Regions from separate parts of the Zea mays genome. Here region 2 is linked to region 1. A link is a contact called in public Hi-C data. All regions are on one chromosome and are shown on one strand. Each heading gives the region's core, a stretch centred on a gene start, on an enhancer-like site or on the middle of the called end of the contact. The rest is flanking DNA. Distances are from core to core; before and after follow the strand shown.

Evidence for each region. A called contact is a pair of places that touch in the nucleus more often than the background predicts.
Region 2: a contact with region 1 is called in a Hi-C map of ear, with 3 times the contacts expected there. The contact joins the promoter of LOC100282966 here to the promoter of LOC100281846 in region 1. A contact is called at or near these places in 2 of 25 Hi-C or Micro-C datasets (ear and tassel).

The regions. Positions count from the first base shown.
Region 1 is chr1:36,917,936-36,922,023 of Zm-B73-REFERENCE-NAM-5.0, forward strand. It overlaps LOC100281846, which reads left to right and starts at 2,302. Exons shown (of 3, transcript NM_001411928.1): 1 at 2,302-2,535; 2 at 2,674-2,719; 3 at 3,684-4,088. The coding sequence starts at 2,395. The coding sequence ends at 3,868.
Region 2 is chr1:37,051,046-37,055,133 of Zm-B73-REFERENCE-NAM-5.0, forward strand. LOC100282966 (Chaperone DnaJ-domain superfamily protein) reads left to right here and starts at 1,793. Exons shown (of 9, transcript NM_001155871.2): 1 at 1,793-2,051; 2 at 3,183-3,273; 3 at 3,367-3,427; 4 at 4,066-4,088. The coding sequence starts at 1,963. It also overlaps the pseudogene LOC103644560.

The DNA.
Region 1 (4,088 bases), core at 1,052-3,551:
ACCCCCTCTAGGTGCTCTCACATAGGCACTGGAACACCAATTGGCAAAGGCAGCGGGTCGAAGGCAGTTCTGGTCAAAGGACCATTCCTAAATTTCGATAAGATCTATAAGAATCACAAATATATTAGACTCACAAATATAATTTAATACAACACTTACATTTGTTTAGCACGTTTACCGTGCCTAGACATCCTACAAATCAATAATATGACAATAAAAAATGCTTCTAAAAATGATATCCAAAACCTAACCCTTATGCTATTAATCATACACAACAAAATAGGAAAAAAGGAGAGAGCTTACCTTGATATAGAGTAACAATGGATCCAAGTCGATGATTTAGGTTGATGTTTGTCATTTCGAAGAATAGAAATGAGTACAAAAACTGACGGCCGAAGGGGCATATTTATATATAGGCACGTGCTTCGACGCCGCAGATCTTGCCGCCGAGGCACAGTGGCTCGGATTCTTACCTATGCACGTCAAAAAAATTAGCGTCGACACGCAAAAGCTAGGCACGAATGATAATGGCGCCGAGCCAGGGGTCCATTTTTTAAAATGAAACTGTAAAGAGTGTATTGTGAAAATAAAACCTTAAAAGAGCTAAAATGCAAAAAAGTTGGAGATAGTATCAATTAGACAAAATCTTAATTGCACATATCAATGTTATCCACGTAGATATTGTTTAAGAGAAAAAAATAGAGGTTCTAGATTAGCATGAAAATAGTTGTCCTAATTCGCTCTCCTCTTATGCGTCCACGTTCCTTTCACAACCATCCACTTTAAGAATAAGTTCTCTGGTTTGAGATAAAAAAAAGTATAATATAGTCATTGAGTTCAGTAGTTGTTGTAACACCTTGGTCTTGGTGTATCGATTTATTGAGTAGTGAAAATTGTCCGTTATGAAAGTAAACAGTTAAGAAATTAAGTATAAGCAAGTAAAATTGAGATTATGAAGGGGGACAATATTAGGACTTCGCCTCTCGTGCCGGAGCGCAACAATCTTATGATTACGACCCTCTTTCACACTCCATATAAAAACAAGAGGATGTCCAGCACGCGAACCGACGTTTATCGTAGTCTCCTCTTCCATAAACTACTCACATACTCGTAGATTTGATATATCTCCTACACGATCGGTGAAGGCAAAGTAGGCTCGTCGCTCTACCTCGCTGTCTCCGTGTGGAGCTACATCGTTCTAATACCGAGATGTCGTCTAACTGGAAGGTATAATTAAGTTTAGTTACCAACGCAGCTTAGTGTCTACGTAAGGTTTATGTGCAAGGTGTCCTATAAAGTCCAACGCTTTCCAGCCAAATAAGATTCTACATCCATGCATGTTACAATACAAACGTGTCACGCCTGCGTACAAAGTGAAAGGCTGCTGGCTCGATCTGTCCCTCAGACGTGGCCGTGCATCCACTGGACAATTTGCTACGGCAGAGGAAACAAGATTTACACGAATTTGGTGCGATGTTCCGATCGTTCTAGAGTACCCAAGAGGCCAAGAGTCCGAAATGTAGACAATTAATACAATGTGCAGTGGTTGCCTGGTTTGGGACTAATAATAATAAGCTCTACGGTTACCAAGTCATCTCTCGATGACCATTCATATCCATCGAGACACTCAAACCGCTTCAGTTTGATCTGGCTTCTATAACATTTGAGTAAGCAGGACAGGTGGTGCAAAGACCTGGACGACTCGCATGTGCACGCGGTCAAATCTCATGTATTATATCAGCATCGGTTACGCACGGCATCATCAAGGCAGGAGCGCAAAGCCTACTAATCTCCGATGCATGCATGCCAGCGTCACCAACTCACCATGCCAGTGCATGCCAAAGCAGAGACGTAGGTCAGAGGGCTCCGAAAACGCAGCAGCCCAGCCCAACCACTTGTGCAGGCAGCCAGTGCCCCCGCTGCGATGGCAACTCTCTGTGACCATCGTGCGGGGATAAATCGCCACTGCACACCAACCCGCAATTAAGCAGGCAAAAAAATTTGGTTTCAGGTGTCTGCTACGGTACAATGCATGCCACGACGATGGTGCAGCTAGGTGAACTACGTACGACAAGCGTTTTCTTTTCTAGTTGCTGTTGCCGTATAGCTTTTGCTTCAAGAGCTGCGCAGCGCAGGGTGAGGTGACCATGCATGACAATGTTCCGATGTCCGCGTGTGATCCTGTGGTGCGGTGCGTGGCCTAAACTCCCAAGCGGATCCATCTTCATCAGCATGTATAAATAACCCCTGCGCGCGGTGCGGCCGGCGCCGACCGGAAAGAGACCAAATATTTCGCGCTCTGCCCAGCCAGCCTATCCACTCCAGCTCCACTTCTTCCCCGCACACCACAGTCACACGCGCAGTGCTAGACGACGAACACCAGAGGGCAGGCAGATGATGATGGCGTCCGTTCTCGCCGTCTCCCGGTGGTCGTCGCTGCTTCTCCCCCTCCTCCTCCTCCTCCTCCTCCTCCTGGTGGCGACGGCGTCGCAGGCCCTCAACGTCGGCGACCTGCTCGGGACAGCAGCGCCTTCGGTAAGGACCGTACCAGAGCGCGGAAGCGAGCCGAGTCTGAGCTTCTGTAAGTGCCTTTTCGTCTGAAGCTGATCGGTGTGTGCTTATTGCCGACCACCACCGTGCCCCTGCATGGACGGACTTGTGGTTTTTCCGCAGGGGAGCCAGGGCTGTAGCCGGACGTGCGAGTCGTCGTTCTGCATAGGTAATAAGCAAGTCACAACCAATCAATCCGTCTTCTTCCTTTTTCTCTCCAGCAGAAGCCGGTCCTGTTCATCTGTTCTTCATCAGGTGGGGTTGCTTTGCTGAGTTCCCATCGCCATGAGCGGACAGAACTTGCGTAGCATACAATTCTTCTTCTTCTTTCTTTCTTTTTTTTTCTTCTTCTTCTGGAGGTCAAGCGCTTACCTGAAGCCGACTGCTTTCCAGCTTCCATCAGTCGGGTACTCTACTCACTCACCAGCAAAAGGGTACTGTACTGACGCGCTTGCTTCTTTTTTTTTTCCCCCTTGTCCACCGTGTCCCTTGAAAACGAAAGTCCCGCCGCTGCTGAGGTACGGCAAGTACTGCGGGATCCTGTACAGCGGCTGCCCAGGCGAGAAGCCCTGCGACGCGCTCGACGCCTGCTGCATGGTCCACGACCACTGCGTCGACACCCACAACAGTACGCACTCTCCTAACTAAAGCCCATCATCTCCTCTTCCTTCTTCTGAAACCCAAAGCCCAGAGCAGCACGCCCTGCAGGTCTTCGCGAGCTGACGCGCCACCTAACACGATCTCAGACCAGTACAAGGGTACTGCCAGATAAGATTAGACAAAGCACGAGCATGCGGTGCACCGGCATGCACGCGCGCCCTTGACACAGCGAGCGAGACCGACCGTTGCGTCGGCACGCGCGTCGCGGCCAACCGACATGTGCGCGCCCGCGCCGGCGCGGCAGCCGGCAGTAGCGTGCATCGGTGGCGCATCATTGCGCGCCGGGGGGCTTCGTATCTGTGTGATAATCCGTTAGTATCTTCTCCGGGCTGTCGTCGAGCGCACTGATCGAATGAGTGTACAACGAGTGGTGGTCGCGGCGTACATGTGTCGCCTCGCCTCTCGCCTAGTCTGTGCGAGCTCCACTTTGCTTGCCGTTGACTGCTCTGATCGCCTTTTTGCCCCGCATGCAGATGACTACCTGAACACGCGGTGCAACGAGAACCTGCTGAGCTGCCTCGACGGGGTGAGCCCGGCGGGGCCGACGTTCCCGGGGAACGAGTGCGACGTCGGCCAGACGGCGTCCGTCATACGTGGGGTCATCGAGTCGGCGGTGCTCGCGGGCAAGATCCTTCACAAGCGCGACGACGGCCAGTAGCCGGCGTCCTGGCAGTGGCAGGACAGGAGCGGGCCGACCTGAGTCAGTGAGGCTAGCTCGCGGTTGGTACAGACAGTATAAAGCCGCTTGTGCTGGATTTCAAGGTTATGAACGGCCGGACCACCTGTTGGAGTTCGTTTACGTATTAGGTTTAGTTCATTTACTTTAAAATAAAATTTAGAATAAATGTCAAAGATTCGTCATGAATCTGAATTCGTCT
Region 2 (4,088 bases), core at 543-3,042, 130 kb after region 1:
TAATTATGGTAACATGCAATCCATGCTTTTTCATGCATTAATCTTGCATGGACTGTGATCACATATGGATAATAGCTATTCTTAATTTTCTACAAGACGCTCATATATATACTTATTCTAATTTTTTTCTCAGCAAAAATATTGTTGGACAGTATGAGAGTCATATTGCCTTTACTCCGAGTTGTCCATGGGATCGATGTCTTCGATCCAAAGTTCAATATAGTCTCTCCTGGAGCTGACATGTCCATATACTTTCCACATACCGAGAAGGCCAAGCGACTCACCTCTCCATGGTTCAATCGAAAATTTGATTTATGACCCGGAGCAAAACGATGAACACATGTGAGTACTTTCTGCTATCCTGCCTGGTCCTTTGAGGCCTTTTGGGTTGTGACATGGACGTCCTTCGCAGTATTCTCTTCTAATTCGATTCGAGCTTGGAAATTTCTGCTGATGATATTGTTATCACTAATTCGCAGTGGGCATCTGGATGACCGGTCAAAGCCCATCCTCTTCTCCATGGCAAGACTCGACAGGGTGAAGGACATAACAGGGCTGGTCGAAGCTTTTGCTAAGTGCGCTAAGCTGAGGGAGCTGGCAAACCTTGTTGTCGTTGCCGGGTACAATGATGTCAAGAAGTCCAAGGACAGGGAAGAGATCGCGGAGATAGAGAAGATGCATGAACTCATCAAGACCCACAAATTGTTCAGGCAGTTCCGCTGGATCTCTGCCCAGACAAACAGGGCCCGTAACGGTGAGCTCTATCGCTACATCGTTGATACCCATGGTGCTTTCGTACAGGTGTATATATATGGCTCTGGATTACAATCTAGATTATATAGAGGTTTCATTCCATACCTGGCATATGTATGGTCCGGTCGTTGTCCAGCAACAGCGGCTTACGTACCGACTTTAATCTTGGCATGTTAACTACAACCGACCTTCTATGAAGCGTTCGGTCTCACTGATATAGCTGAATATTTGATTTAATATGTAGGCAATGTGATACTGTCCATACTACAGTAATGAGTTGTTTTATGTATTGCTAATACTTAACATAACTACCTCACATGTCTGATCTATTAATATGTGCATTGTATATGGTTTTTCTTTGCTATGTCCACATTCAGTTTTTTTTAAAATCTCATGAAATGAGACAATTAGTGTGGACATAGGATTGTATTTTGTTGGTTCTTGTTCTGATCTCCAGATATATTCTTGAACCATCCTTTTCCCCTTGTTAATAATTTCTATTTAGAGTCATTAATCTGGGACACCTGTAACATTATCAAGTTACTCCTTGTGCTGATGACTTTCTGTATTTTGATTTTTGCATGCTTAATGATATTGGTGTTACTCTAATGACTAGAAAATGGCATCGGATTTCCTGGGTACTTCTAGATTTGGGTTGATGCGACTTGGTTTGTCTATACAATTTATGTATGGATAGGATACCAAATGTATTAAGAAACCTTTTCTCATAGCAGTACCGTGGTATTATGTGTTTCCGTTGCAACGCACGGGCACTCAGCTAGTTCATAACAAAAGTAAAATTACATCACATACTCTAATTCAAAACTACAAAAAATATCTAACTAGTGTGGAATAAAGTGTGGTTTTAATGAATATATAAGGATCTTTTCATACCTGCCTTAAATGGTTCAAACTCGGCCCGATATATCGGATTGTGCCGATTTGACACTAAAATATTTTGAGCCATACCGTGACTGAGACGTGATTATGAGGCCCGACCCAAATATACACATCTAAACCCTCCGTGGCTCCGTCCGCCACCGACTCTATCCCGTTCCCTTCCGTCCCTCGTCACGCTCACGAAGCACGCTGTCGTCTTGCGGCTCTCGCCCGTCGCCCCCCGAGCCCCGAAACCAAAGCCGAGCCGAGAGCCCGAGCCCCGCCCCGACCTCATCTTCTCCTCGTCGGTTTCACCCCTCCACCACCTCCATGGGGTCGTCGGAGGCCGACGAGGACCAGCTCCTCAAGAGCTTCCTCGCGGAGGTCAGCGAGGCCGAGCGGGACAACGAAGTGCTGAGGTCTTCTTCCCCTCCCTCCCTTTCACATCTTCTCCACGGTTGTTCCTTTTCGTTGCGCATACTGTAGCTTCAGATCCCATCCATTTAGGATCTTTCATCTCTATTGTGTGGCCTAGTGGATGTAGCAATTGGCTGGGCGCCAAGTCTCGCTGAGATTTGGGGAACCCTTTAGCTCGAATGAACCCTAGGTTGCGTTTGTACGGTCGATCGCTTGTTCTAGTTGCTTCTGAGCCGTGCTAAGCGCGGGGCTTTTATTGTTAAGTGCACCAAAATTGTTATTTATTTCGTTGATGTGGAAATCCATGGCACAGTAAACTGGCTCCTGTCACTTCCTTATGCAATGGTTATATCCTGGTATAACCATGGAATGCACAGAATGCACGGTTTTGAGCGGTAGTTGGCGTTTGACTTAAGTAGCAGAGCATAGAATTGTTTAATTTTGGTTGGCAGGAGCTAGACCTTGGCAGTTGGATGACTGATCTAATGTTCGAATCTAAAGTTAAACTTTTCTAATTGTCTGAATGAATTGTGAATAATTGGCTCCTGTCACCTCCTTATGCAATGATTATTTCCTGGTATAACCATAGAATACACAGAATGCGCGGTTTTGAGTGGTCGTTGGTGTTTGAGTTAAGTAGCAGAGCATATAATTGTTCAATTTTGGTTGGCAGGAGCTAGACCTTGGCAGTCGGATGACTTATCTAATGTTCGAATTTAAAGATTTTTTTTTTCTAATTGTCTGAATGAATGAATTGTGAATACTGCTATGACCTCAATGTTATTTTTTTGTGAACTGCCATCATAGAGTTAAGTAGCCTTATAATATTATTGTTGATCCTTGTTTAGAAATCTTCCGTGTCTGGAATATCCTGTTTTTGGAAAAAAGTAACACCAAGTATTGAAGAAAGAGTAATACATGGACCTTCAACTTATACAATGATGCTTTTTTATGAGTTGAAATTGTATAGGGGTATTTTCTTTGCTACACAAATTAGGAGTTTTGTAATAGTATGTATATGGTAATTATGGAATATTTTCAATTGAAAGAAATGGATCAATTGAAATGTCATGCTATATGGTTATTTATTCTCAGCAATAGTTCCCTATCCTGACACATCCTAAATTTATCAGGATACTTGGTTGCTTCAAGTTAAACCCCTTCGAGCATCTTAAGTTGTCTTTTGATTCATCACCAGATGAGGTGAAAAAGCAATATAGGAAGGTATAAAGACATCGATTTGATATTTATAAAGTCTTTGTTTGATTTATTTTTTGTGCAGATCTAATATTTTTTTGTTTCACATGCTTTCTGCAGTTGTCATTGCTGGTCCATCCTGATAAATGCAAGCATCCTCAGGCACAAGAAGCTTTTGCAGGTACCAAAATGAGCTAGTAACGAAACTATCGGAGCACATGAGAAGCAAAGGGCTATGTAATTCATTATATTGTCATGTTGAGAAATGTATTACATTACATTGCTGTAAAGCACATATGTTTTTTTAAATACAATTTGTAGATTTACAAACCATCAAGGAACATATGCCGGTTGATAATTCTATATACCCTTCAAATAGGAATAAATAAATAACTTTGAAATGGATAGCATCAACATGAATAGGCTTTTAATTTTTCATGTTGGTGAAAGGGTCATGAATTCATAATTCATACTAGAAAAGAACTGGAGATGAATTTAATTGGACGTTACCCGACATCCAGAGGAAGGAACAAATTAACTATTCAAAGAATTATACAACAAAGAAATTAGCTTATAAATGACATCTGTGCAATTTTAGTTTTGCTCACTAAGACAGTAGTGCTAATAAGGTGTTAACCTTTGATTATTTCTGTATGCCATGATTTTCTAGAGAAAAGAACTTGGAATGTTGCACTATCTCTGCTTGTAAGATCTGGACTTCTGTAGTTAAGTCTGGCATTGGGCCACTGGAAATGACCATGTTTGAATGATATAGCTCTTTTTCCTTGCTCGTTGATATATATTCACTTGATGGTATAGCTCTGGCGAAAGCACAACAGCTC